Regions from separate parts of the Macaca mulatta genome. Here all the other regions are linked to region 2. Evidence: chromatin contacts called from public Hi-C data. All regions are on one chromosome and are shown on one strand. Each heading gives the region's core, a stretch centred on a gene start, on an enhancer-like site or on the middle of the called end of the contact. The rest is flanking DNA. Distances are from core to core; before and after follow the strand shown. Region 1 holds the start of RAP1GDS1 (Rap1 GTPase-GDP dissociation stimulator 1). Region 2 holds the start of TSPAN5 (tetraspanin 5). Region 3 holds the start of METAP1 (methionyl aminopeptidase 1). Region 4 has its middle 27 kb from the start of EIF4E.

Region 1 (3,744 bases), core at 34-2,533, 380 kb after region 2:
AAAGTCCCAGTTGACAGATGCCAAGGGAGCAAATTTTAAAAAGAGGAAATTATGACAGACAGGAGTGGCAGCAAACTGGGGAACTTAGTACAAGTCGCTACTATTAAAAGAAACTTTGAGCTCTTAATTACACGACAGCATTCATCAGACGTTTCTGTGATTACTGAATGTAACAGTTAAGCAATAGATGATGTAAAAAAAATAGGTTAAATTTATATATCGTTTTATAAAACATATTTGCTCTTAAATATCTCATCCAAACCAGTATCTTCAGATTAACTATAAATACAAAAGAAGTAAAATCAGATTATGTAGATTAGACAGGGGGAAGCTGGGAAAGAATAACTACCATGTAAGTTCGGTAACAACGTTACAGGGCGCAGTTTCCTGCTACAGAAGACAGACGAAGGAATCCAAAAAATAGGCTGAGTACAGGAATATTGCACACTGTAGTCACCCAGCATTAATTCTACAGCGAGCTGCTCTATCCTTCCTCACGTTCCTCGTGGCCTCTGACAAGTCATCCTTTCAACCTATGGGGCTGTCCGCTCTCCCCCTTGGAAAATAATTTCCGTGCAGGTTGTAAGATCTCCCTCACAAACTACTTGCTTCCACTTCCCCGCCCGGGATGAGGAGTCTCCACGACCAGGAAAGGTCGCACTGACAGAGAAGGAAGTTACATTAAGTGGTCGTGGTCGGACCCGAGCCTCGAGCTCAGCAGACGCGGGGGAAAAGGAAGCGGGCGGCCTCCGGAGAAACGGGGATGGAGACGCGGATGCGAGCCCGCGAGGCAGGCTCCGTGGTGCCCGGGCACCGGCAGGAAGAATGGAGGAGGGGAGGCGAGACGGCGAGGTGCCGGGGAGCCGGGCGGCGGTCCGGCCCGCGGCCGACCCCACCCCAGCCCGCGCTCGGGACCCTCCCAGCCCCGGCACCCGGCGTGCGTTCCGCGTGCGCTGACTCTCCCCGGAGGAACAGCCAGTCTCACACCGGGGGACTGGAGAAATCCGGCAACTTTGCGCGAGAAATGCTTTCCACCCTGCAGCACGCCGAGAAAGAAAAAAATGTCAGGCGATGACGGGGGAGGAAGGATGACTTACCCATGTTGCTCCCCGAGGGTGAGGAACCGGCGGGGCGAGGAGAAGGTCTCCGGTGCGGGCGGCGCGGCTCTGTGTCCTCCCTCTACCTCCGTCTCTCCCGCAGCCAGGGAGGGACCCGCGGGGGGCGGCCGCCGGGGAGGAGCAGCTGGTGCTGCTGCAGGCGGCGCGGCCGCGGCGGGGACGAGCGGCGGGGGGCGGGGAGGGGCGGGGCGGGGCGGGGCGGGGCTGGCGGGCGCAGCCTGCGGCGGGCGCGGCTCCGAGCGGGCGGGCGGCGGAGGCGCGGTAGCCGGCCTGAAGAACGCCGGCTCCGACTCGTGGTCCGCGAGCGCCCCGCCCTCCCCACCGAGCATGCTCAGTACCTTTTCCACCCCTCCCTCTGTGGCGAGCGAGGCTAAGCGTGCGGGTGGGCGTGTGTTCGCAGACCGGCTGCAGCCGCGGCAGAGGATCTTCATGGCGGCCGTCTGAGGGGCGGAGGGTGGGCCCGGAGAAAGCAGGGAATGGGGCTGTTGAGCCCGATCTGCTAGCAGAGGACTTACCGCTGCCTTGCTTTCCCACCCTGACCCACCAACCCCCTACCCGGAACCCGGGCCCGCCTTCTTTACGGGACGACCCGGCCGCACAGGCCAGAATTAACCGGAGAAGAGGCTGAGCCGCCGCAGAGCCGGGAGGGGTGGTGGGAAGCCAAAGCTGACGCCTCGACACGAAGCTGGAAAGGACGTGTAGGCGACTAGGCCTGTGCCTCTTGGGGACACCTGAGGACGCCCGCTGGGCAGCTGGCCGAGGAGCGGCCGCCGGGAGGGTGCTCTATAGCAGGCGTGTCATTGGGACAGTTAAGGCTGCTGTAGCAGTAGCCAGCTTAGAAACAGAGGTCCCGGCAGCCAGGAGAGCGCCCGCCCCAGGATTTCCTTGAAGAGTGTGTCGTTCTCCCTCCCGGAGGAGCGCGGCCTTCCGTTCCCCGGAGGGCGCTGGAAAGGCCCTTTAACCGGGGTGCCGTCGGGCTCCATCCTGCTCTCTGTGAAAGCGGGAGGAACTACGTCCCCCAGGCTTGAAAATAGGCGTCCTGCTGGGTTGGCGGCGGCACAGCCAAGCTAACCCGGCGGAGGTCCTGTGATCCCGGGGCCGCCGCCCGCTCCCACCACCACTCGGCCGCGGGGAGAACCTGAGCAGGGCGCTCCCACTGAGGGCGTCCTCCCGACCTGGCATGCGCGTGAGGCCGGGGCTGGCTTCGGTCGTCTGCCCTGTGGGAGGAGGCTGGAGGAAACCCTAATCTTGCCCTGGCTCCTCCTGGGTGGGGTGCGGAATCTGGTCGCTCTCCGAGGCGCAGCGACCGCAGTCCTTCAGGGGAGAGGGTGCAGTCAGCAGTACAACCTGTGGGAGAAAGATAGCTGAATCGAGGTGTCTTTCCCCTGTCAACTTTCACTCGGTCAATCCAATGCTGAGACAGGGCTTTTTTTGTTTGTTTGTTTTTTAATTAGTCGCCTATTGTCACAGTCATCAGTTTCTGTTGGGTGACTGGTATTTCGAGCACACAAATCCGAAGGGGCCCTGTAATTTGTTAAGCAAAGAGCAGATTTTATGTGATTTTTCTACAGTAAGAAACGATAATTAAAAAGGTTTGGTAAAACAGGAAAATACAATTTAACTGCTGAAGTCAACTATATGGGACTTTTCTGATGCACGAGACTATCAGGCATCTCACTCTCTTAGGATGCTCTTCTTGTTTGCTTCTCAAAATAATCCCTAGTTCCCTAGGGATGCTGTAACATACCACAAATTGGGTGGCTTAGAACAACAAATTATTATCTCACAATTCTGGAGGCCAGAAGTTTGAAATCAAGGTGTAGGCAGGGCTGTGCTCCCTCTGAGGGCACTGGGGAAGCATCTCGTCCAGGCCTCTCTCGTAGCTTCTGGTAGTTTCTTGGTATGTGGCAGCATAATTCCAATCTGAACATGGCTGTTTTCCAGTGTTCTTGTGTGTTCAAATTTCCCTTTTTAATAAGAACAGCAGTCATAACGTATTAGGGGTGAACCATCCTCCAGTATGACCTCATGAACATTAATTGTATCTGCAATGACCCTATTTCCAAATCAGGTCACATTCTAAGGTACTAGGGGTTAGGACTTCTACATACGAATCTGGCCAGCCTGGCCAACATGACGAAACCCTATGTCTAACTAAAAATACAAAAAATTAGCCGGGGTCAGGCACAATGGTTCACGTCTGTAATCCTAACACTTTGGGAGGCCAAGGCAGGCGGATCACTTAAGGTGAGGAGTTGGAGACCAGCCTGGCCAACATGGCGAAACCCCATTTCTACTAAAAAATAAATAAATAAATAAATTAGCTGGGCGTAGTGGCACGTGCCTATAATCCCAGCTACTTGGGAGGCTGAGGCAGGACAATCGCTTGAACCCGGGAGGCGGAAGTAACAGTGATCTGAGATCGCACCACTGCACTCCAGCCTGGGCCACAGAGCAAGACCCTGTTTCAATTTAAAAAAAAAAAAGAATCAGGGAGGGATACACAATTCAACGCATAATACACCAACGCAGACCCCACCCTCAGGGCCCCTCACTGCCCCCACATCTGCCATGTCACACATTCATTTTGTTACTCCTCCAGAAGACCAGCCTGGGCCTTTGCATT
Region 2 (4,243 bases), core at 1,647-4,146:
CTTTGGGTAGATTCCCGGAAGAGGGACTGCTGAGTCAAAATGTAGGAGCACTCTGACCTGCTGTAGACGGCCAAAATGCTTTCCAAATGGACATACTGTTTCATAAAGACACCAACAATATATGTGCTAACCAGTGCTCATTATTTTTGTATCTTTATTAGTTTTAATGTATACTTCTTTGATTACTAATTTCCCCATATATTATTTTGATTTCTTCTTATATGGTTTGTTTTCTGTTTATACTCAATCACTGTGATTCTAAATTTTACTTTAGCTCTATGAGCCCTACTTATAATATAGATATTCAAGTTTTTATTTTTCATGTTTGCTGCCAATATTTTTTTCTGGTTTAGCTTACACTAAAAAAAGTTGGACATGTAGAAGTGTTTAAGATATTACCCAATCATATTTATTGATTATTTCCTTCTATTGCCTCTAAGTTGAGAAGTACTTCTATTCAGAGGTTTGACAAATATTTTTTCTTCTGGTCTGCTTTAAAATATATTTAACTCCTTAATCCTCCTAGAACTTATTTTGGATATATGAAATTAGATAATTCAATTAGTTTTTCCACACCCCTCCAAATTACCGATTAGTTATCTTATCTTTCCCTTCTCCACTGATTTTTCTTTTTAAGACTTTATTTTCTTAGCAGTTTTAGTTTCACAGCAAAATTGAAAGAAGGACTGCATACTGTATGATTCCTTATATATGGCATTCCGGAAAAGACAAAACTACAGAGACAGGGGGACAGTTAACATCAGTGGTTGCCAGAGACTGGGGGGAGGAAGGGATGAATAGGTGGTGGACAGAGGACTTTTAGGGCAGTGAAAATACTCTGTGATACTATAAGGGTGGGTACATGTTATTCTACATTTGTCCAACCCTATAGAATATACAGCCCCAAGAGTGAACCCTAATGTAAACTATGGACTTTAGGTGATAATGATCTGTCAATGTAGGTTCACTATTTGTAGCAAATGTGCTACTTTGGTTGGGGATGTTGACAATGGGGGAGGGTGTGGGGTGAGGTACATGGGATATCCAGCGATTTTTATTTCAAAGATAAATCCACTTAGAGATCAACTCAGTCATCAATTCCATCTAATTTCTGGTCCTTTTGAAATGTGTCACATCAGCTTAGGACAGACCTTTCTTCTGACTCATCCAGTATTCCTGCAGCGACTGTTCTATTTATATACAGAATTACAACACAGCTCCAATAGGCTTAGGTAAAGCTTGTCAGTGCCTTCCTGTGAACGAGGAAATCTGCTGCTGAAAGACCTTACTTTTGAAGTCTACCAGATTGGTGGTAGTATGGCCTGTGTTTCGAGTGGGTGGAGAGCACTTTTGAGGGAGAGAGGATTATTTCATCCAAAAGGCTGAAGTCACTGTTATCCCGTGTCATAGCTTCTGAGGTACTGAATGAGTAGGATCTCCTGGTCCTCCCATCTCTGTGGGTACCTGGTTCATACTTGTGACCTTACTATAGCCTCAATCCTGCTGAAGCCCAGGACTATCTCTAAGTGTGGTTTATTGCAGGAAAAAGTAGCTTCTTGACTAGACAAAACTTGACTGCCGGTTGTCAACTAGCCAGTTTTCGAGAAAAGTGAGAGGCTGTTACGTAGGGAAACCTTATAACTAGAGGCTCTCAAACTCAAGTATTTAAGTATCATCTGGGGAGCGTTTTAGATTTCTGTGTCCAGGACCGGGTTGCACTGGGTGGTGCTGGAAAAAGTTTTTGATCTCACCTCCTTCTAGCCTTTTGAATCCTTAAAAATATTCCCATAGACATTTACACACAGTCCTGGGCAGTTCTTCTCCTTCCATGAAATACCGGTACCTGCTTTGCCAACACCTATGAAAGTGCTCCAGGAGGAGGGCGAAGAAGCAACTAATGAGCACATCTGCTCAGGTAGGGTTCCAAAACAATTTCCAGCCACCCGTTCTATTCTCCAGAGTTCAAAAGCTTAATGGTTCGTGATCCAAAAACCCAATTCAGATTCCCCAGAAGAGCTTCCTGGAATCCGTTGAGGATTCTTTCCTAGAGTTAGGAGGCAGGCAGGTTTCTTAGGCACTATTCTGTCGGGGTAGGGGGGAGCGTGCGCTGTTCGGGTTTGTGTGGTTGCAACAGACCCTAGGGCGAGGATTGTATCCCAGGCCAGGACTCCCTTGGGTCATCTCTTTTTCCTCCTCCCCATTTCTAGGATAAAACCCATTTCTCCGGTAGGTGGGGAGGCTGGGTTAGAGTCACACGGATTAAGGAAGCTTTTCTTTGCAACGTCCCATCCCTTCATCCTTTCCTCCCACTTCCCGTGGCTCTTTTCTCCACCTTCCCCAACTACCCCCTTTTCTATTCAGCGAAGTCCACGACTACTTTCCTTCCCTGTCCAGTGGCACCGCATCTTCTCTAGCCGCAGAAGCCTGTTGTGGAGGAGGGGGCGCGAGTGTGGCTACCCCGGAAGGGATGTGAGGGGGGGGCTCGCAGGTCCTCACTCACCCAGCCCTCTCCCCGAGGAGCGACTCTCTCGCCCGCGTCCCTCCAGAGCTGCGGCCGCTCATCAATCCCGGTCACTCTGCCAGGCTGCTCCCCGGGCGCCCTTTCCTTTTCCCTCTCGCCTGCGGTCCTCCACCCTCCCACCCTCTACCTACTCCGCAGCGGCGCTCGGGGTCGGCGGTGCTCGGGGTTGGCCCGAGAAGGGGCGGGGATAAAACGAGCGGTGGAAGGAGGCGGCTACGTGGTGCCACTGCCGCCCGGGAGCGCCCGACCCCGTGCGCGCGCGCGCCTAGCCAAGGCTTGGGCGGCGGGCGGAGCTGCGGGCGGCGCGGGCGGAGGAGCAGCCGGCAGGGCGGGCGGAGCGAGCGGCGGGCGGAGCGAGGGGTGGGAGGGCGCGCGCGAGCGGGCCAGCAAGCAAGCGAGCGGCGTCTCAGCCAGCATCTGCAGCGGCTGCCTTTGCCCGAAGCCCAGGGACTAACCGACGGACCGACCGCTTGGCGCACGGACGCGGGCGCTTGCTTTGTGTTCGGGGCTAGCTTCGGCGAGGCTTGGGCTTGCAGCGCGCGGCTTCCCCGCTCGCTCGCGGCCACCCCGGCTCCAGCGGCCTCGGCGCGCGAGGAGCTGGAGGTGCGGGAGCCGCTCTCCGCCGGTCGGTCCCCGCGCGGCTGAGCCTGGGCCGCCAGCGCTGCGGCCCCCTGCGGCGTCCCTGAGCTCCTGCTTCCCGCCGGGCTGCTCCGAGCAACGGTGCTTCGGGGCTCCAAACTCGGGCTGCCGGGGCAAGTGTCTTCATGAACCCAGAGGATGTCCGGGAAGCACTACAAGGGTCCTGAAGTCAGTTGTTGCATCAAATACTTCATATTTGGCTTCAATGTCATATTTTGGGTAAGTTGGAGCGCTCCTGGGATTCCAACTATTGTGGCCGATCGATTCGCGACGATTTCCCCCACGTTGCTCGTTGCCTTTACTTTTCGCAGCCCCGCAGGCGCTTGCCGGAGCAGCGTAGAGGCATTCGCCTTCCGCCTTTCCAGCTTGCGCGTTGGAGAGATAAACATTTAATCCTTTCGAGGAATGGGAAGAGGTAAAAAGAGAAACCGAGGCGGAAAGGGGGCACCGAGGCCTTCTGGTGGCTTTTTAAGGAACGAATAGCAGGGATGCAGATAAAAGAAAGGGTTCGGCAGTTTGAGAAATGAGCAACCGCACGAATTGGATTTGCTCCGGGTGGGATATGGATGTTGGGCAGAGCGTGGTGTCATAATAGGGAAGGCTAATCGGGCGCAGCCGACCCTGAGGTCCACCTTCTAACAACGATCTGATTGGACGAGGGCTTGGCTCTGTGTTGCCGCGGCTGGTCTGTGCCATGCTCAGCGTGTATCTTCTTGCACCATCTCGGGCTTTGTGTAGGATGCAGATGCCGTGGTATATGGTTCTGTAATGTGCACGTAAATAACGTTTCCTGCACGCTCTCCTCTTTAGCTGGAAAGCGCTCCTTGTGCGTAATGGACTGGCCAGTGGGCGTGCGGGGTAGAGAGATTTATTTATATGTATATATCATTGTCAGGATAATAACAAGTCACCGTCAACACATATTTCAACGTGCTCGTGCCCCACGTCCTCATTTTTACAGGAGTGACACAGAGCGGGCCGTTTTGGGAAAACCTTTGGAGAAGGAGAAGGTGTGCGAGGCATGTTTCACTGGGGAACCGAGAGAGCAAATGCTTTAACACAAGATTCAAATTATGCTCTGCT
Region 3 (3,785 bases), core at 692-3,191, 330 kb before region 2:
GGTCAGAGATATTAACTCAAAATGCCACCTACTTTTAAAGTTATTCTACTCAGATGGTACACAAATGTCAAAAGCAAACACTGTTTCTTAAGTTCAGGTCCCACACAGGCCACAAAAGGATAGAATTTGGAAATTTTAAAGAATCTAAAGGACCTGTACTAGGTTTAACATGAGTAATGCTCAACATGTTAAACCTAGCACAGATCCTTTAGATTGTTGAGTAATGCTATTTTTAGATCAAGCAACACTCCTCCACGTGCAAGTTTTTCCAAATGATGCTAACAAGGTCAAGGATCATATCCTATCTAAAAACAAGACTATATAACACAGGTAAGACCTCTTGCAATGGCTTATCTACAAGTATTGTGACATAAAAATTGTATTTATTTATATCTTTACGTTTTTATATGTTTTATGTTGGAAAATACTTTTATTATTTGTACTGTGTTCATATGTCTGCCTTCACTCTTATTCATATTTTTATTTATGGCAGAGTTAAATTGTACTATAATCCTTGAAAAAATAAAAGGTCTTACATTATAACAGCATTTCACGTTCCTTGGATAATTTGGGTTTCAGAAGAAGCTTGTGAAACTTACTAAGAAAGCTATAATCATCCCCTCTGTACAGGGTAACACTGGAACTCAGAAAGATTAAGTAACTTTACTAATTCAAGATCGCACAGTAATTGGCAAGAGCAGGGCCCCAATCAGGCCTTCTCTTTATTCCTGCTCTCCTCCCCACAGGACACTACCAATTTAATATTTCAATATTCATGTGCCTCTCTTCAGTAAACCTGGACTGTAAGTAAGAGCCATACTATTGCCGCCCAGCCCTCACCCTGGGTCTCGAAATGCAGCAGCAACACTAGTCACTCTTCAGTAAACAGAAACACGAGCACGCGCTTCAGTCAGGACCCCATTCAACGCTGGGTTTGCTCTACTGCACAAAACTTACTAAAACACATTACAGCCTTCACGCCTAACCCTCAATGGAACTGTCCTTTTCACTCTGGGAAATTCAGTCACAGGTGACTCATCCCGTTAGCTTACAGCTTTGTAAATTAATAATTTTATATACCGAGGGAAAAGAACGAATTACACAGACCTCTCCATTCCCCACCCCCAAAGTTGCTTAAGTGTCAACGCACGGTAGTAAAGCACAAAGAAGTGGGGCTGGACCTACCTAGCGTTTCTCCCCTCTGTTCCTCCTCTCTGCTACTCCGACCGTCCTCCGGCCACCCATCTCTCAGAGACCGGCGGGTCGCTTCCACCCCCCACCCCGCAGGGATCCGACGGACGGCCCGGCAGCCTCCAGCGCCCAGACCCGAGCCCCGCCGGTGCCGCGGCTGTGGAGGCTCGCGACGCTCGGGCTGCCCTGTTTCACGGCGCCGCTACCTGCCCCCGGCAGCCCGCACACCTGGCGGCCCCAGCCCCAGCGCAAGGAACCAGCCCCAGAACGCGGAGGTCTAGCGCGGCCGCGCGACCCCACACGAGCCAGCTTCCGCCCCAGCCCACATGGCCGCGGCGGGCGGCGGCCCCCGCCCCCGCGTGAGCCCCGCGCGGCTCCCGAGGACCCGGGGACCCCAGGAGGCAGGAGGGGGCGGTGGCGACGCGGGTGGGGGGAGGAGGAAACGCGGCCGGGGGGAGGAGGAGGAGCGCGTCCCGACTCGCCGCAAGAGCGGGAGGAGCCAGCAAGGGAGAGGCGAAGAGGAGTCCCGCGGTGGCGGCAGATCCGCGGGGCAGCGGGCGTCTACCTGCGAGCAGAAGTACGAGCCCTGGATGCCCAGCTTGATGCAGGTGGGACACTGGAGCTTGGCCTCACTGCTGCAGCCGTCTGTCTCGCACACCCGCGTCTCCACGGCCGCCATGCTGCCTGCCCGCTGGAAGAGCGCCTCACCGAGGAAGAGGCGGCGGCGGGAGGGAAGAACGGCCGGGCGGAGGGGAGGGGAGAGAGACCGAGTCGGGGGAGGAGCAAGGCCTGCCGCCGGCCTGGGCGCGGAAGGGGGAGGAGCCCAGGGCCGACCGGGACCACGCAGCGCGCCCCGCCCCCGCCCCGCGCGCGCAGCTGGTGCCCCGCCCCGCCACCTTCGCCCCGCCCCCCGCCCGCCGCTCGCGGTGGCTGGGTGCCCAAGCTTCCTAGCGGCGCGCACGTGGGGGCTGTAAGGGAGCTCGGCAGGGCCCCTCCCATTCGGCGCCTTCGGGCGTCGGCCAGCGCAGAGCGCGACCTGCCGGCGCCTGGCTGTGAGGAGCCGCCCTCTCGCGGCGCACTCTCTGTGCCTACAGTCAGATAAGGCAGTTGTCCTCACTGACAAACACCCAAGAGCCCTGATCATCCCCGACACCCGCAGGCGGCTGGAGAGGGCGCTGCGCTCCTCTGCGTTGGTTCCCCCCGGACGCTCCTTGGAGAACAGTCCCCTGGGTTAAGTTCTATTTCTCAGTGACATTGTCAGGTCTGAGGCCTAAAGACCACCGCTCATTCGCAGAAAGGAGAGCAATAGAACTGTCAACGAGAAGCTGGGCTGGAATTCACATCTGCCCTCCCTCCTGCCCGAATTTTTTTTGCCACACCACCAACCCCCCTTCAAAAACGATAGCGCTAGTAATAGTAACACAACTATCAGGTATTCAATACAAATAATAATTGTTTGTATTATCCCAGTTGATTGCTTCCGCGGTAAATAGGGGAGAATTGTGCTGATCCTGAAATGTCAGAGTCGAAAGAAGCTGCGGAGGCCTTCCGCTGCGAACCTGTTGCCTCAATCTTTTCATCTGTATTCCAGGTCTGCCGTGTTGTAACTCATGCTTGAGTGCCTCCCTGTCACTAGGGAAGAGCGAAAAACTAGCATTTACTGATCACAAAAGGCTGTGAACTTTGTTATCTTACTGTATTTTTTTAGCTTCTCCGTACTTAATACACCAGAAAAGCTCATATTACTTTTATTTTTAAGAACTTTGTTTTGGCTAGGAGCAGTGGCTCACGCCTGTAATCAATCCCAGCACTTTGAGAGGCCAGGGCATCCAGGGCACCAAGGCCCGCGGATTCTTTGAGGCCAGGAGTTCGAGACCAGCGTGGAAATATGACAAAACCCCGTCTCTACAAAAACTAAAACTAAAAACTAAAAAATTAGCTGGGCGTGGCGGTAGGCACCTGTAGTCCCAGCTACTGAGGAGGCTGAGCCAGGAGGATCCGTTGAACCTGAGAAGTCAAGGATATGGTGAGCTATGATCCCGCCACTGCACTCCAGCCCAGACGACAGAGCAAGACCATGTCTCAAAAAAAAAAAAAAAAGAACTTAGTTTTGCAATATAAGCAGTACGAATGATGTAATAAAATCAAGGAGTAGAAATATTTACATGCATACGTACATACACTTTTGTATACAAGAAAACAGAAAAATCGGTATAAGTATGTATGTATATATAAAATATTTTTTAAATAAAAACTGTACCACACCACGTAAAGTAATTTACTTACCTGATTTATTCAGTTACTATGATGTGAACTTTTTGTTTGTTGTTTGGTTTTTCTTTGAGATAGCATCTCATTCTGTCAACCAGGCTGGAGTGCAGTGGTGTTCACAGCTAACTGCATCCTCAACATCCTGAGCTCAAGTGATGTTTCTGCCTCAGCCTCTGGAGTAGCTAGGACTACAGGTACACGCCACCTTGCCCAGCTAATTTTTCCGCTTTTTTGTAGAGACGGGGGTCTCACTGTGTTGCCCAGGCTGGTCTTGAACTCTTAAGCTGAAGTGATCCTGTCACCCCGCCTCCCAAAGTGCTGAG
Region 4 (3,794 bases), core at 167-2,666, 270 kb before region 2:
TAAACATAAGAAAAAAATTTAAACTTTGCTAAAAAACAAAAAAAACAACAACAAAAAAGAAGCAGCCGCTGATCTTTAGGAAGGCACGCGGTTGCTTATTATGAATCATTTCTAGAGTCCAGTGCATTTTCAAAGCCGGTTACAGTCATTACAAAGTACACCCTTGTGAGGTAAGTGTATCATCACCTTTGTTTCATAAATAAAAAAGCTGAGGCGCCGAACCACTAAGTCACTCGCCTAAGGAGAATGAGTCAACGTCAAGAGGCATAGCTGACCCGGCCTAACGACTCCAGACTATCAGTCCAGGGCTTAGTCAGCGGGGCCCGGAGTGGCTTCCCTGGCTGGCACCTGGACTTAGGCTATTTCTGTGCACGTTAAAGCAGAATATTGGAACGGTTGCGCAGAACTTCCAAGTAATTTTTACTGCCACCCAAGATTTAGCCCTGAGGTCTTAATCTCAGGATTTGGGACAGTAAAAGCTGTCGTCCCCTCCCCCTCATCCAGCCGGTGGCAAGCGGGTACTGCGAGCGGTTCCGTCCGTCCCCTTTCGCAGAAATGGCAACGAATGACCACCAGCATTAGCGGAGTCAGGGGACGTGGGAGGGTTGATTGCCTAAACGACTCTGCATCGCCGCCTCTTTTTGAAACTAAGAGAAAATGGTGGGAGGTCAAAAGAAAACTAAATAAACACACAGGCAACTTGTCCTGGGACCTCAACTAAGCAAATGAAGCCGTATTGTGTGTGCTGAGCCTGCAGTTCCCAACCTTCCGGGGAAGATGGGAGGACAGGGCGACAAAGGGCACAGTAGGCATGCCTGGCAGTAAGTGTGACCGCAGCTATCCAGGAGGAAGAGCAGAGGACTGAAACCACCCTCCAGCAAGCGAGCGTCCGCCGCGTTGAGAACCGCGCACCCTACCCATCAGCCACGTGACCGGTCCTTTTTAAAAAAAATCTGCCTTAAAAAAAAAAAAAAAAAAAAAAAAAAGGTGGGGGAGAGACTCCACTTCCCAGAAGCCTCTCGTTACCCACGCAGCCGCAGTCTTGCGCAGGCGCCGCCAGGGCCAAACGGACACGTCCATCACGTGGTCAGTAGCTGGCCAATCCGGTTTGAATCTCATTTTTTTCCTCTTACCCCCCCTTCTGGAGCGGTTGTGCGATCAGATCGATCTAAGATGGCGACTGTCGAACCGGTGAGTATTGCCTTTGGCCCCCACCCCCACGGGTCCCCGCGCTCCGTCCCCCTTCTAACTGGGGGACTCCGCGGGACTGCGTTCCCGGCGCGCACTCTACCCCTTGCCGCCCCCTCCCCCTCATGTTGGACCTGACCTCCCGTGGACAAGTGGAGACGTCCCGGAGGCTGGCCGAGGCGGCATGTAGCGCACACTTTCTGGTGGGGGCCCGAGAACTGGGGGAGCGGTGTGGGGGAGGGGCGGCGTGGCGCCTCCTGCGGAGCCGCGAGGTGTCTACAGGGTGGAGGGTAGCTGGGGTTCTGGGCTAGTTGTGTGGGGATGGTGTCTTCGTGATGGGAAGGCGCGGGGCCGGCTCCCAGCGAGCACTGGGATCCGCAGGCAGGGTGGGCGGCGAGCCGGCCTGGAGTGAGATGGAGGAGGGAGCCCTGGGGCAGTCTTTCTCTCCCTCCAGAGCCCCAGCCCCGGGGCTCGGGTGCGGGGCGCGCGCACGTCTTCCTTAGACCGGTGGACTGTGGAGCTGGTGGGCGAGTGTTGCCGGAGGGTGGGTTAGGCGGGAGTGGTACCGCGGCACGCGCGGAGGAGCTTCGACCTCGCTTAGAGGAGTTGAGAGGGGCGAGCGCCTGTTAATCCAACGCGCCGAAGTGTTGCCGGTGTTTGCGCCGGGGTAGGCGAGAAAGGTTGGGGTGGGAAAGAACACTCGAGTGTCACGGTGAAGCTCTCCAAGTAGAATGAGGGATGGTGGTGGTGAGAAAGGGTATCACATTGTCCTCGCCCCTCCATGCTTGGGACTGGGCTGTCATGGAGGAGGGAAGGGGGAGGAGCGAGGCCTACAGATCGCTGTAGCCGGTCGGCTTGCCGGCCGGACCTGCTGCATTTCACACGCGCCGGTCTTCCATTCATTCATCCTTTCCGCGCAGTGCGCACGCCTCTGAGAATGCGAATGGGGCTAGATCCCTCTGTTCTTCCGAGTCTTTATCGCCTGGAAGATTTCTGAGACGCAGTTCATTGGAAATAGAAACTTTTACATTTACTTTTCCATTTGATTTTTTTTTTTCTCTATGCTACAGGCTTTCCTTTCGATTTAGGCACCATTTTAAACTTAACTGAAGCAAGCTGGTCCCAGGGTAGGTTTGTAGTTAATCTTTAAGCAGAGGGTATATTTTTTCATAATTTGAGTTTGCCAGGACTGGCTCACTGAAACTTCTGGGCTCTGTTGCCTTTTTAGAAATGACACAGCTAAGTGAAGATATCTTGGGTGCATAATGGAGTTTATTAGCAATCAGTAAACCTTTCACACTCTGGAACCATCTCTAGACTTTGGTTGCCAGATACTTTTGTGTATCTTTTCATGGTAGCTTGTGGTTTCGCTAATGGTTTACCAGTTTGCTTTGCTTTTAAAGATTTTTTTTTTTTTTTTTTTTTTTTTGAGATGGAGTCTTGCTCTGTCGCCCAGGCTGGAGTGCAGTGGCGTGATCTCGGCTCACTGCAACCTCCGCCTCCCGGGTTCAAGCTATTCTCCTGCTTCAGCTTCCTGAGTAGCTGAATCCGGATTACAGGCGCGCGCCACCTTGCCCGGCTAATTTTTGTATTTTTAGTAGAGACGGGGTTCCACCATGTTAGCCAGGCTGGTCTCAAACTCCTGACCTCAAGTGATCCTCCCACCTCGGCCTCCCAAAGTGCTGGGATTACAGGCGTGAGCCACCGCGCCCGGCATTTTTAAAGACTTTAGTGAAACAATTTCAAAAACTCTTATAGACTACACAAAGGCTTATTTTTCATTGCGTTGGTGTAAACTATCCTTACCTTTTTGTCAGAATTCAAGGCAGCGTTTCTGCTTGCTTACTTGCTTGCTTGTTTTTTTATTGGCACCAGTTTTCATTTATGTTCCTGGGAATTAGATTGAAAAACTCTTAAGTTGTTGCTACAGATAACTGATTTTAGAACATTAATGTTACATAACACTAATGAAGGATAGGTATGTAAAATATAAATTTTAAACCCCTTTGACAGGTTCTGATGTCCACTTTTGTCTAGATCTGTTCCTACCCCACTATACTAGTGTCAGTAAAAAGCATTACATCTGGTAATAGGGGCAAGGCTACAAGACTGTAAACTATAAAATAATAAGGAATGCTGTGAAGTTTCTGTCACATTTAGGTCCCTTGAGTTTTGCAGAGTTTATGCAGTTTTGTTTCAGGAGCACAGAACAGAACTGCAAAGTGATGAAGGACTATATTTTGAGTTAGTAAATATTAATAGCTCCTGATATATCCAGGGTGTTGTACCAAGTGTTCTTTAGGATACAAAGTTATACAAGATGTGAGTCTATACCTTGTTGAATGTAAACCCTTAAGGAACTTAATTCCTAGGGATGTGGTCAGTGATACAGTATTTGTTCTGGTGCAGACTTTGGGAGATTTGGATGTTACCTTTAAATTTGGGGAGTAGGGGAACCTAAAAACAAAGTTGGCGAAGGTGGAAACCAAAGTATTTTGAGAATATATAAGAGTATCGAAGTGTTTATTTTTAGTGAGAAATGAATTTTTTTTTTTTTTTGAGACTGAGTTTTGCTCTTGTTGCCCAGGCTGGAGTGTAATGGCGCT

Evidence for each region. Hi-C and Micro-C count contacts between places; a contact is called where the count stands out from the background.
Region 1: a Hi-C map of fetal cortical plate shows a contact between it and region 2, with 2.5 times the contacts expected there. The contact joins the promoter of RAP1GDS1 here to the promoter of TSPAN5 in region 2. A contact is called at or near these places in 2 of 14 Hi-C or Micro-C datasets (fetal cortex germinal zone and fetal cortical plate).
Region 3: a contact with region 2 is called in a Hi-C map of fetal cortex germinal zone, with 3 times the contacts expected there. The contact joins the promoter of METAP1 here to the promoter of TSPAN5 in region 2. A contact is called at or near these places in 2 of 14 Hi-C or Micro-C datasets (fetal cortex germinal zone and fetal cortical plate).
Region 4: a Hi-C map of fetal cortex germinal zone shows a contact between it and region 2, with 2.1 times the contacts expected there. The contact joins the enhancer-like site here to the promoter of TSPAN5 in region 2. A contact is called at or near these places in 2 of 14 Hi-C or Micro-C datasets (fetal cortex germinal zone and fetal cortical plate).

Annotation. Positions count from the first base shown.
Region 1 is chr5:107,560,287-107,564,030 of T2T-MMU8v2.0, reverse strand. It overlaps RAP1GDS1 (Rap1 GTPase-GDP dissociation stimulator 1), which reads right to left and starts at 1,283. Exons shown (of 15, transcript XM_078002021.1): 1 at 1,098-1,283.
Region 2 is chr5:107,943,754-107,947,996 of T2T-MMU8v2.0, reverse strand. It overlaps TSPAN5 (tetraspanin 5), which reads left to right and starts at 2,896. Exons shown (of 8, transcript NM_001194290.2): 1 at 2,896-3,379. The coding sequence starts at 3,299.
Region 3 is chr5:108,272,828-108,276,612 of T2T-MMU8v2.0, reverse strand. METAP1 (methionyl aminopeptidase 1) reads right to left here and starts at 1,941. Exons shown (of 11, transcript NM_001261513.1): 1 at 1,757-1,941. The coding sequence starts at 1,870.
Region 4 is chr5:108,211,208-108,215,001 of T2T-MMU8v2.0, reverse strand. No RefSeq gene overlaps it. Among named protein-coding and RNA genes, the nearest start is that of EIF4E, 27 kb to the right of the region's middle. Within about 2 kb of position 1,416, at least 39 of the 40 cell types and tissues checked have an H3K27ac peak or open chromatin away from gene starts, as enhancers often do. A contact at or near this core is called in fetal cortex germinal zone and fetal cortical plate, where this site is marked.